Regions from separate parts of the Danio rerio genome. Here region 2 is linked to region 1. A link is a contact called in public Hi-C data. All regions are on one chromosome and are shown on one strand. The core of a region is the stretch at or near the end of the contact, and the rest is flanking DNA. Distances in the headings are between cores, read along the strand shown. Region 1 holds the start of znf770 (zinc finger protein 770). Region 2 has its middle 21 kb from the start of kcnk10a.

Region 1 (6,940 bases), core at 2,904-5,403:
TTTCAAATGAGATCTTAGATGGAAGGTTTTGGAGCACACGTAGCATTTGAAAGGCTTTTGCTCAGTGTGTATCATAATGTGACGCTTAAGCTTTGATGGCGATTGAAAACATTTTAAGCATAAAGGGCACCGAGGTCCCTTTATAATTTTTAAACCACTCTCTGAACCAATAGTTTCAACATCTGAGTAAGTCTTGGTTAAATCTACTTCAACTGATTTATGTTCATCTGTTGAATTGGCATCACTTTGGGCAGTTGACGCTTGATTACAAGGTACACTGCTAAATCCATGTTTCTGGATTGTACTTTGCATCACAGGATTAGTGTGAGTTCTGAGATGTACTTTTAGGTGAGAGCGTTCCCTAAAACTATGCACACATATGGGACACTGAAATGGCCTCTCATTGGTGTGAATAAGGCAATGCCTTTTTAGTTTGTATAGGACACCAAATCGCTTAAGGCACAACGGACATTCGTGAACTTTTTTCTTTTCACTACGATTATCAGAGACATTTGACAATACTTCTGAACTTGCATCCTTGTCCATACTGTGTTTTGCCATCACAGGTTCTTGTTCCTTCTCAAATTCTTGTTTTTTCCCCATCCATACATCCTCTGAAGATTTGGAAACACATGCAGAACTTTGTTCAGTGTCCCAATCTGCAACATTCTTGTTTGGAAGTGAGACATCCATCTAATTTGGCATCCAAGTTCTCTTCACACACTGCAAAGACAGATTAATGTTAATATATCAGTGTTGACTCCCCCATATGCATTTTAGTTTAGGACATTAATACGAGTGCACCTTGCTTTTATCAACTTTGTCATCCAAGGCTCAATCATCTAGTTCTTAGTGGAAAGCCTTGCCATTGCACATTGGTTGTAAAGCGTTTGGGCATGGACCATCCATCAACTGATTGCTCCTTCAGATTCCTCAACACAGTGTTCCTGAAATTATAAAAACAAATGTATCGAATGAAAGAAAAATCAACATTGCATGTCTGTATGTATGCATGTATAGTACTGTGTGAAAGTCTCAGGCCAAAAGTATTTTCACCACCAAAACTTAGTGAGTTTAATATTTTGGTGTAGCCATTAGAAAAAAAAAAATCTAAATATTATTTTTGTTTATAATTTTAGAAATCCTGTGATATTTTTGTGTGCACAGAATCTGACAGCAGCCAGTGCACCAGCCAGAGAACTGATCTCACCTTCAGTCCATCTGGAAGGACATGAAGGCACAGAACAAATACAGAAGAACTGTTGCAACATCTCCAAAACACTTACGGAAACATTGTAGCAAAGCTACCTGAAAAACTATGTGCAAGTGTACCACTGGTACAAGAGTACCAATTATATTGGCACATTCATTCATTTTTGAACAGTGACACTTTGTGACAAGCTACTTTGAATATTCAGTTTGAAATCGCAAAACAAAATTGGCACTACTTAATTGAATGTCGTACTTTGATATTCATTAGCTATTAATATCATTTCCCTATTTAGAATTTGCAAAGAATACTTTTATGAAATTATATTAAGTAGGTGAAAGTCTGACTGTGTGAATATAAAACCAACTTTGCATTAATAAGTGTACTTACCTACTGTACTCTAGGTCAAAAGCATTTTTAAATGCAAAAGATGGCTACAACAAATGTTGATTTAATCATTTTTTTTTTATGGCACTTAGATTATAAAAAAAAAAATCTTGAAAGAAAAGAATCTTGACTAAAACAGCTTTGTGGGTTGATTTCTTGAAGGCTTTTGGAAACAGGCCTGTATGATTAATTGCTTTTAAACTGAAAGTAAAATTTGAATAGGTTTAATTTTCATATCGCAAAGGCTGTGATTATTTTAATGGCGAGGGAGGCGTGCAGGAGTAATTCAAACGACCCTACAAATGCTACTTAAAAAGCAGACAACTGTTACAGCAGAACCCATGAGCTCCTTTTCCTGCATTGGTTAAAATAAAAGCTCTAAACTTTATCTCTGCTCTTCTTGTCTCTGTGTGTGGACCTTTGACCTGCTTGCAAACACTTGCTCCATCAGGCTCGAGGCTCTCAGCACCGCCCACACTCATCACCAAGATTGTGCAGGACCATAAGCGTGAGCTTGATGCAGAAGTATAAATCAGCCTTTAGAGCTAATCGCAGCACTTTCTGTTGTGTGCGTGAATACAATGACCAATCTGAGGCATTTAAGAACTTGCTCGAAAATGTTCAAAAAGCAACTAGATATTATTTACATTTATTTATTTGCTATAAATGCACATGCTACTCTGTGCTTGTCCTCGAGTTTTGTTTGATACGTTCAAAAAAAATTGTTTTTTTTAAGAAAAAAATATTAAAGGTACTGTTCATATATCTGCCTGCATTTAAATGACAAAACTGTATTAATGTGTGTGTGTGCGTATATATATATATATATATATGCGATATTTAATGCAAGACTTTTATCGCGCAGTAAAAATAATTGCCGTTAATCTATTCTCAAAGTTGCGTTGTGAGCTGGGTCTGTTCTACGCAAGCTATCATGACTTTCACTTTGATATTTTAGCATGCATGTATACCTGACCCGTGAGCCTTCTAACAAAAATGTGCAATTCTGAATCAAATGAACAGCATGCTCTTCTGGATCTTTCATTAACACCCCAACTAACTATGTGTCTTAACTAAACTTTGCAGGACACTGGCCCTCCAGGACCGAGTTTGGACACCCCTGGTCTAATTTCGCAGGTCACCATACTGGAACTTTAGAACTCAGCAAAATGTGAAACTTGTCGCATGAGCTTGTGTTTCTTTTGGATTTTGCAGTTTAAATCATAGAATTTCTACAAAGTATGCTGTGTACTGTACAACAGCAGACTTTTTTTTGTCACGTTCATAACACACGTTTATTTTCCACATTTAAAGTACAAAACATGTTTACTGATTGATATTTTTATGGTCCCTTAACTCTATGGTCAGTTGTTCTGGAAAATATAAACAAACATTTCAATATAATGTTAACATGCACTTTCTATGTGAATTTATGTTTTGAGTTTTTACTGCAGCTGTCAGATCCATAACGCTGGAATTGCTCATATTGTGCTGAGAAGTAAAATCTTGTGCATGGAATGCATTGTGAATGCACTGTGAATGCAATCAATATTGACAATTTAACACAATTTTAATGTAAATGTTTTATATACCTATAAATAAGATTTTACTAAATTAAATTCAAAATTCTGTGGTTATCTTCTTAAATTGTCATGACAACTGACAACTTGGCATAGTGTAGTGTTTAGCATAGCATAGTTTTTTGTGATTTTCTTTCTTGGGTGCTGCTAAAACCACAACATTAAACCTGCAGCTTTTGTATAAAATTATAGTAAATCACATTTTTACAGCACATTTTGATCAGATAAATCACAATTTAATTGTTTCTCCAAAATGATAAAGAAAAAGTTGGTTTTATATTCACACATTCGTTCATTTAGACGTCTCAATATTGTTTACCATGTTACTTTGAATATTTGGTCGAAATTAGCATAAAAATATGACTTTTAAACAACATTAACAAACTATAATTCACTGTGAACAATGCTGTACTAAGATAGTTATTTGGTGCTAAAATGATTTCTCTTTTTACAATTTGCAAAGAATACTTTTCTGAAATTATATTATTAAGAAAAATGTCTGAATATCCAATTATAAAACCAACTTTACCTCTTTTCCAAAATGTTGCAGCCCTATTTGGAGATGTTGCTAACCTAACTTACCTGGATTTTAACAGTTATAACCTCATAACCAACCTGGATTTTAACAATTATAAGCAAAGCTAATATTTAGAAAGGTAAACTGAGATTTGGCACGGGAACAGTAATTCTTAAGACATAAATAACGGACTATTTTTGATGGAGAAAAAAAATAGTGGCCCAAGACATTTGCAGCATCGCAAGAGCATCGTCCATTATACGCACCGTTCAAAAATATACTTATTGACGGTATTATAAGTAGACATTTAGGACAGGCTACAATAAAACAAACATAAATAAACAAAATTCAATACTACCTGCAACAATTGTATTATTAAAACAGCAGAGTTCTTCAGTACCGCTAATAATGTCACTCTTCCGTTCACGGTGGACAATGAAGGACTTCCGCTCCATAACACAAACGTTAGGAAACAAACTATTCATTTTCAAAGGTTCCGCCCTCGCGTTTTTCCTATCGGCCCAGAAAAGCGACTGGAAACTATATTTATATTATTAGATCTATTAGATTTATTTATTTATCTATTTATTTATTTATTTATTTATTTATTTATTTATTTATTTATTTATCATGTATGTATGTATGTATGTATGTATGTATGTATGTATGTATGTATGTATGTATGTATGTATCATGTATGTAAAGAATACCGATGTGCATCCACTGTTTTACCAGACTGAGCCAGTTCAGTTGGATGACTCAATTAAATGCGCATCTAGTTTACCAACAATGCACCATGATGATGTACTACTACTACTACTACTAATCATAATAATAATAATAATAGGCTACTAATACTACTACTACTACTACTACTACTACTACTACTCCTACTACTAACAACAACAATAATAGGCTACAATAATGACAATACTACTACTAATAATAATCATCATAAATAACAATAGGCTATAACTTCTACTTCTAAAAATACAATAGGCCATAATAATGATAATAAAAAAAATAATAATAATAACAACAATACTACTACTACTAAAACATTAATAAATAATAATAATTATCATAATCATCATATTCATAATAATATTAACAGGCTACTACTACTACTAAAACAACACAATAATAATAATAATAATAATAATAATAATAATAATAATAATAATAATAATAATAATAACAAAACAACAACAACAACAACAATAATAATAATATTAATAATAATAATAATAATGATAATAATAATAATAATAATAATAATAATAATAATAATAATAATAATAGGCTATTAGTACTACTACTAAAACAACAACAACAACAACAATAATAATAATAATAATAATAATAATAATAATAGGCTATTATTTCTACTACTAAAATAATAATAGGCTAAAATAATAGAAGAACAGTAGTAGTAGTAGTAGTAGTAGTAGTAGCCTACCATTGGTAATGATAGTTAAAACCTCATCCAAAGTTAATCCAACCATCTTAGCCTGGCTGAAGTTTCAGAATAGAATATATTACATTGCATTGTGTTTAATATAATAATGTATTATTATTATTATTATTATTATTATATAAAAATAAACAAATAACATATAATATTTCCTGAAACACTTTGCTTGACAGTGTGATATAAATAAGGCTAATGTATGCAAATATGAAGTATACCGATATACAACAGCTACAAATATTTATGTATTATTTATTTTTATAAATAATACATATATTTTTTAATAAAACAATAAAAAGTTTTTTTATTATTATTATTTTGTTTTATTTAAAAGTGTTGCTTTAACTCGTGCACAGAAACAGAGCTTCACCACACGATGTCAGTGTTAAGCTGTTAGGTAGAATAAAAAGCACAGGCGTATATGAAAAGCAGCCAGTTCAAACAGCCTATGTGCAAACAGTTTTCAGAACGTTTCGTTAAATAAATAAATTCAGTTAGGTTATATTTACATGTATCATCCATATGGGAAAATCAAATACATCTGAATAATAATTATAATTCTGCTGATAATGATATAAACATGATATATATATATATATATATATATATATATATATATATATATATATATATATATATATATATATATATATATATATAATACTAATAATAAAAAAAAATATTTAATCATAATGATGGTGATAATAATAATCGTATAATAACAACACAATAATAATAATATCACTTAGTTGATGTAATTAAAAAAAGTAAATAACTACATATATAAAAATATTTTTACAATCGTCCTATACACAATTAATTGTTTAATAATAGATATAGGTTAGTTTATTCATAACCTAAAATAATAAACAAAAATCTTAAAATCAAATCAATTTACAATTGCTTTAAAATAGTATCTAATGTTTTAAAGCACGCTCAAAAATTAAAAAGGCGCATATTTCAAAGAAGTCCCACGCAGGAGGAGCACAGTTTGTGCAACCACCCCATCACCGCGCGCTTGTCCATGCAATTAGCCCTTATCTGTAAGCAGTTTAATTTTCTGCGACATGGCGCGAGCGGCTCTGGCCTGATGGATGTGACATTAACGGGAGATGAAGCAGGGGAGATTGGACGCTGCAGTCACATAGTGGCATTTGTCACTGCCCCGGTCATGCAGATTGCGCCAGCACCGGCCACTGACTAAGATTAATGACGACGGCTCTCAGTCTTTGTTTCTCTCTGTGCTTGTGTCGAGCCTAAATACCATTCACACAAACCAGGCCTTTATGATAAGACCTTTTGCGTACAGACTGAACGAGAGCCGTTGTGACCAGCATCAATTGTTTCCTGGTAATTGCAAAATTTTTGTAGCCTTCATTTATTAATGTATATTCAACCAGTCGTGACGATAGTGACGCGCGCTAAGGAAACGGCACTATTTTATGTTCAGGTGACCATAAAATGGCGTAGGCCTAGGCTATGTTTTTAAGCGCCCCTTAAACACGAATAAGTATTTCCCAAATAGCGTATGTTGTTTTTAAAACAAAAAAGATTTTTATAAATGTTAAAAACAGTATTGTGGCCCATTAAATGGCGAAAATATGTAAACACTGCAGCAGTAGCCTAGCCTATGCTATATTGTTGCGGCTATGGTGACTGCAAATGTTATAGATATGTCTTAACTGTTGTTCACTGCGCTTCCTCTCTTGAATCATGAAAGTTGATGTTGGAGCTAATTGGAACATTAAAAATTAGCTACAGTTTTAGGCTAAATA
Region 2 (6,940 bases), core at 2,083-4,582, 81 kb after region 1:
ATAAGTTGCTTTTTGAAAGTTCCGTTTTACTTGTATAGCACATAATTAGATTAACGTCTCATTTAACAACTCTCACATGGTTGCCCACTGAAGCTAAGCAGGGCTGTGCCCGGTCAGTACCAGGTTGAGAGACCATATGGGAAAGCTAGGTAGCTGCCGGAAGTGGTGTTAGTGAGGCCAGCAGCGGGCGTCCAACTTCCAATAAGGAGAATCCCCTTTATGTGTAAAGCACTTTGAGTGCCCAGAAAAGTGCTATATAAAGTAAGGAATTATTATTATTAATAATTAGTAGACCAGTGGTTCTCAAACTGGGGGGCCGCCAGTTGGCTGCAAAGAAATTCCAGATAAGGGGTAATCAATAGGCCCAACTGGATTAATTTTGTGTCCCACACCATTCTGAAGGTTAATGTGTTTCTTTATTATAATTTGAGCTCAAAAGTACCGCAAATATTAAGCTTTATGCTTGTTTGAATAAATGCTCAGGTCTATTTAACTGACCATATTTAGTTCAAATACATGATCAGTGCTGCATAAAGAACATTATAAGTGGCTGAAAGCACTTCCCTGTATATGGCTTCCGCTCCTAAGTAACCGATCAGTAACCGGAGAGTGTGCCTCTCAGCGCAGGCTTTACTCATAGAAAATAAAGAACAAAAGAGCCAAGTTTAAGGATTTTATACACAAAGTCCAGCTCCAAGAAGTAGGCCACTATGGCAGTCTTCAACTAACCAGTTCTTGTAAAGTCAACTTTCCACTGATCTGCCTTCCATATATGTGATAACAAAGACTGACCATTAACACCATCACAAGTCAGACCACAACTTTTTCTGCAGCTCCTACTCATCCGTTCATCTTTTAAAATTGTTTTATAAATATCCCTATTTGGTTTTAATACATATGTTTTTACCATTAAACTGACAACACAGCAACATAATCAAGCTAATAATTAAGTTAATGTGCACAGTTTGTTCATCATATGTCATCAGTTTGTTACAGCAGTGAATTACAATTACACTGTTACACTGTACGCTTTATCTGTGACCTGAGATTTATTCTATATAAGGTCTTTTATTCAAGCCACTTTAGTGAGAATAAAATATACAGTATGTATATGTAATGCATAGCTAATTGACCTAGCATTTGTCACTGTATATTATACCTTTCTTTAAATATTATGATTTTTTTTCTTGATCTGTGACATTAAACCACACCACAAAAAGGAGGCATTTCAAATACATGTCTGATTATATGAAGTGAATTTAAAGCCAAATTATGTCATTAAATCTATAAACACAAAACGATGTTAACAGGTAACATTGCACGATGAGTGGAATATCAACTTACTTTCTGTAAAATGGCGTAATCCGCGGGGGGACGTGTTTGATGACATTTGAAAGTTTGGTGGCTTAGCTCGCACCTTACTGACAGAAGCCTGACAGATTCTGCATATTGGGCTGTCTAAAGCATCTTAATTTGTAGCCCAAACATCCCATGCTGGCCAGCCTACTTTTTCGGGTGTGGATAGAGATCTCATTTTCCCGCTTGGACGACATTGTTCTTCAAAAATGCAGTGCACGCTTGTTTCGACAGCTGTCAGCGACAGCGTAAGGAGGAATTGGACAAAATAAAAAAAAATCTTAATTTTATTTGGAAATTATCACATCCACAAAACAAAATGTATGCTGACTGTACTAACTTGTAAACTATTCTTCATTGATCTAAAAATGTTTTAAGATTCCCTTACTTCTAAACAAAGTAATACCAAAGATATTAAGACATTCCAGCTGCTGAAAAAATACTTAATGTACATGATTATTTTTTGTTGTTAATTCCCTTGTATACTGTTTTATGTATAACTCTGTACTCCCCTGTTTAATCAAAAAAAAAAAAAAAAAAGACATGTTTTTTTCCACCAAATCAGTGACATCATAAATGGATTTGGCAATTAAAGAGTTACAATCCTGTAATTCTTTAAAAACATTTAGTAGTTTTGATCAGGTTTGAGGTTGATTGACAGATTTATACATAAACAAATTGAAAAACAAATATTTATCTGATGCATTGTTTCAGCAGTTTAATTCAGTGGATGTTTTCTTCCCTAACATAACAAAGGAGTAGTAAAATCAAACAGTGCACAAGGGTTAATGTGACATTCACATCACATTGGTGGCAAAAGCTATTTTGAATTTGAATGTTATGCTTTTTTTTCCTATTAAATGCAATATCAAGTAATTTTAGACATGTTTACAATATTGCATAAAGATTTAAAACATTTCATTCATTCAATTTCTTTTTGTCTTCATCCCTCTATTAATCCGGGGTCGCCACAGCAGAATAACCACCAAATTATCCAGCATGTTTTTATGCAGTGAATGCCCTTCCTGCCGCAACCCATTCATACACACTCATACAATTTAGCTTACTCAATTAACCTGTACATTATGTCTTTGGACTGTGGGGGAAACCGGAGCAAGTGAGAGCAGGGGGAACATGCAAACTCCACACAGAAACACCAACTGACCCAGCCGGGGCTCGAACCAGTGACCTTTTTGCTGTGAGGTGACAGCACTACCAACTGTGCCACTGTGTCGCTCTATAAGACGTTTATACACTGTAAATTAATTGAGTTGATCCTGACAGCTTTTGTTTTTAGGTTACTGTAACTTATTAAATTAAGGTAATCATATTCTAACTTAAGTTTATAAGTTACACAAGCTGTTTTAAGTCAGTTTAACATAATATAAGTTCAGTTTAATTTGATTTAGCTTAAAAATTTAAGTCAACCAGAATTTATTTACAGTCTAGTCTATATACAGCAAGAAAAGTTTTTGACGTTCTTTAATAACTGCTGAAAGTAATTTGTTAATTTGCCTTTTAATATTTAATGGATGAACTGTGATAAGAATAAAGACACCTCATTGTATCTAGTTTTGAACAAAAAAAGTTTGCAGTTATTAAACTTGTTTGCAGTTTAATAATAATTGCTCTTATAATTCCTGCAATTGATAATAGAACATATGAAAAATAAGGTGTATATAAGCTTGCATATGCAAGTTGTGTTTTATAATTTCTCTACAACAATGAGTCACTCTCTTTTTCTCTCACTGTCACGTGATATTAGATCTGAACATTTCTCCCACACAGATACAAGAAAATTCTGTCATAAAATCAATAAGTGAATAGCTTTGCGTAAAACTACCATGTCTCAGTGTTCATGCCATGCCATTGTTATGATTCCTCCTCAAATGCACCACCAGCTCGGTGTGAGTCTGTGCATGATGATGTCACCAGACTGAGGGTAGTGGGAGCGGGACAGATGCCTGACCTTCATGTCTGACCCCTGGACGGGGGCTATGCTTGGCTGGACACGACAGTGGCACGAACACTAATTGGGTCAGTTGACAGCACATGTTGACCATCCACATTCAGACAAGCGTGAATGATAGCGATATACATTCATAAAAAATGATGCTCTTAATTCAGATAATTGGTCAGTATCAATCACTTAGTTCACAACCCTCTGAACCGAGTCTTTGTCTTGCAAAAGCGGTGTCGTCATGTTTTATAAATGCTGTTGAGTAAATAAGTGAACACAATAAACATCGCTGCATTCTTTTAGAAGTAAAGCAAAGTGTAATTAGATTTTAATTGAATGGCATTTTATTAAAGGGTCAGGTATAGTGAATGAGAGGCAAGTTTTAATTGATTACAAGTAATGCAAATAAATAGAAATTGTGGATCTATGTTTTTAGTATTTTGATTAATTACACAAAACAAATTAAAATGGATAAATCATAAATTTATAAACAAATAAGAAATGAGTGACAACTTATAAAAATAAATTTAGTTTGCAGATGGTAAATTTATTTCATTCATTATTTAATTAGATAGGTGGATTGTTAGTATAGTCATACTCAACATTATACTGGCAACCTTTTTTCCTGGATAAATAAAATATCACCAAAACATTAAATGAAAATGAACAAGAAAACTCAATTTTTTTGTATGGCCTTTTTTTTTTTTTTTTTTTTTTTTTGGAATGCCTAAAAATTTTTATGAGAATAATCTCTGAATAATACATTAATTTTTGTATACTTTTTATTATTGTGAGTACAAACAAAGTCAAGCCATGGTTCTCTGTTTAACTGGACTGTACATATGAACAAAGTATAAACTCCATTAGTCATCAAACATAAACAAAAGCAATTTATACAACCCCTGGCAAAAAGTAGGGAACCACACTTGGAAGTTTATTCAAATGTTCAGTTGTGTAGAAAAAACCCCCCAAAAAAAACACATACAGTTGAAGTCAGAATTTCTAGCCCCCTTTTGAATTTTTTTATTTATTTATTAATTTATTTTTTAAATACTTCTCAAATGATGTTTAACTTAGCTAGACAATTTTCACATTATGTCTGATAATGTTTTTTCTTCTAGAGAAATTCTTTTTGTTTTATTTTGGCTAGAATAAAAGCGTTTTTAATTTTTTAAACACCATTTTAAGGACAAAATTATAAGCCCCTTTAAGCTATTTTTTTTCGACAGTCTACAGAACAAACCATCCTTATACAAAAACTTGCCTAATTACCCTAACCTGCCTAGTTAGCCTAATTAAACTAGTTAAGGCTTTAAAAGTCACTTTAAGCTGTATAGAAGTCATCATGATAAAACAAATCAGTTATTAGAGACAAGTTATTAAAACTTATGTTTAGAAATGCGTTAAAAAATGTTCTCTCTGTTAAACAGAAATTAGGGAAATAAATAAACAGGGGCGCTTATAATTCCGGGGTGGGGTGGGTGGTGGGGGGTTAAATTCAGATTTAAGCAGGTTCAAGCACTGTCCAAAATCTAAGCACTTTTTTAACCTTAAAAACACTATAATAAAAATCAAGCATTTTTCAGGATTTCCAGCACCCGTAAGAACCCTGTATTTGGACTGTGGGGGAAACTGGAGCACCCGGAGGAAACCCACACGAACGCAGGGAGAGCATGCAAACTCCACACAGAAGTGCCAACTAACCCAGGTGCAGCTTGAACCAGCAATCTTCTTGCAGTGAGGTGACAGCACTACCTACTGCGCCATCGCATCGCATACTAATGAAGCAGTTTTGTTGAAGCTGATAGAAATGCAAAGACCTGATTTTATCTTGAGCTCTGCAGCGAAACTTCCTGTCAGCAGAAATGTGTTGAAACTAAACACAGATTTTTTGCAGTTAAGAAAGTCTTTTAATGTTGTGCAGAGAATTCACAGAAAAAGAGGACGTATGTATGGGTGCGGCCAATGAAGGACTGGAGAACGATTGACAAGTGACGAATTATACTAAACTCCACCTGTTAATATCAGCTATGTATAAAAGCGTGAAATGAAATTTGTTGCACACTTCCTGAATGTAACCTTTGCATTACGTTGAGGATTCCAGAATTCTCTAAATCAAATTAATTTTTTGTAGACAATAAATCATTGCGATTTTTGACATTGAAGAAAACCTCTCCTGACCCTTTTTTATTGAACACACATGGAATTGGTTAAATATTCCAACAGAGCATTTTTAAAACAAACAACTTTATCTCATCACAAAAGACTGCTTGCACACTTTAGTGAGGTGTTGAACCGAGCTTATTGACATAACTCATGGCTCCAACACGAGTTAGTTGAAACGAAGGAGAGGATTATCAAACTTCTGAAAGGTAAATCTACACAAAATGTTCTAAGAGATGATGGTTGTTCCCAGTCAGCTGTGTCTAAAATCTGGACCAATTACAAATCAAATGGGAAGACTGTAGAAGTGAAGCAAACTGGTAGACCAAGGAAGACACTAAAGAATCAAGACAGAAAACATAAAGCAATATGCCTTACAAACAGAAAATGCACAACAAAGCAAATGAGTCAGTGTCTGGGACCGGACCTAAAAGAAATGTACATACAGTAAAGGACCTAAAAGGATTTACATACAGAAAAGCTAAGTGAAAACCATCATCATTCATTCATTTTCTTTTCTGCATAGTCCCTTTATTAGGCAGAATAAAACACCAATTTATCTAGTATATGTTTATAGCAGCAGATGCCCTTCCAGCCACAACCTAACACTGAGAAACACCCATACATTTATGCAACCTTACAGACTCCACACAGAAATGCCAACTGACCTAGCCGGGGCTCGAACCAGCAACCTACTTGCTATGAGGCGATCATGCTACCCCCTGCACCACTGTGATGCCTTGAAAACAAATTTCATTTATTCATTCATTTTCTTTTCAGCTTAGTCCCTTTATTAATCTTGGGTTGCCACAGCGGAATGAACCGGCAACTTATCTAGCATTTGTTTTATCCAGCGGATGCCCTTCCAGCTGCAACCCATCATTGGGCAACACATACAGTACACATTCATTCACACACACACATACACTACAGACATTTTAGCTTACCCAATTCATACAGCGCATGTCTTTTAGATTGTGGGGGAAACCGGAACACCCGAGGAAACCCACGCGAACGCAGGGAGAACATGCAGACTCCACACAGAAACACCAACTGACCCAGCCGAGGCTCGAACCAGCGACCTTCTTGCTGTGAGGTGACAATTCAAGTATAATTTATGGGCTAATTTGGCACAGCTTCAACCACTGAAGCTATATAAACTGAAACTATATAAATTTTCTTTGCAGCAGTTGCTTTAAAATTTTAGGTTAACTCAACGTTTTTTTTTTACAGTAGGAAATGCTCAAATTAAAAAAAAAAATTTAAAGTCTCTTCAGCTCATTTTATTTTTTTTTACTTTCTCTGAACAAACATGCAGTTTAAATGTTTTTTATGGGTAAATTAAACTCTGAGCTTAAAAATATATCCACCTAACTTAGAATTTTAAACTGAGCCAACAATTTGTGAGTTGGATTTTTTATAGTGTGAGCTTTTGCACTCATTCAGAAATAAAAATCAAGC

What was found. Hi-C and Micro-C count contacts between places; a contact is called where the count stands out from the background.
Region 2: a Hi-C map of embryo shows a contact between it and region 1, with 2.6 times the contacts expected there. The contact joins the enhancer-like site here to the promoter of znf770 in region 1. A contact is called at or near these places in 3 of 18 Hi-C or Micro-C datasets (caudal fin and embryo).

The regions. Positions count from the first base shown.
Region 1 is chr20:10,227,361-10,234,300 of GRCz12tu, forward strand. It overlaps znf770 (zinc finger protein 770), which reads right to left and starts at 4,154. Exons shown (of 3, transcript XM_005160411.4): 1 at 4,053-4,154; 2 at 805-947; 3 at 1-723. The coding sequence starts at 693.
Region 2 is chr20:10,309,654-10,316,593 of GRCz12tu, forward strand. No RefSeq gene overlaps it. Among named protein-coding and RNA genes, the nearest start is that of kcnk10a, 21 kb to the right of the region's middle. Within about 2 kb of position 3,333, at least 7 of the 62 cell types and tissues checked have an H3K27ac peak or open chromatin away from gene starts, as enhancers often do.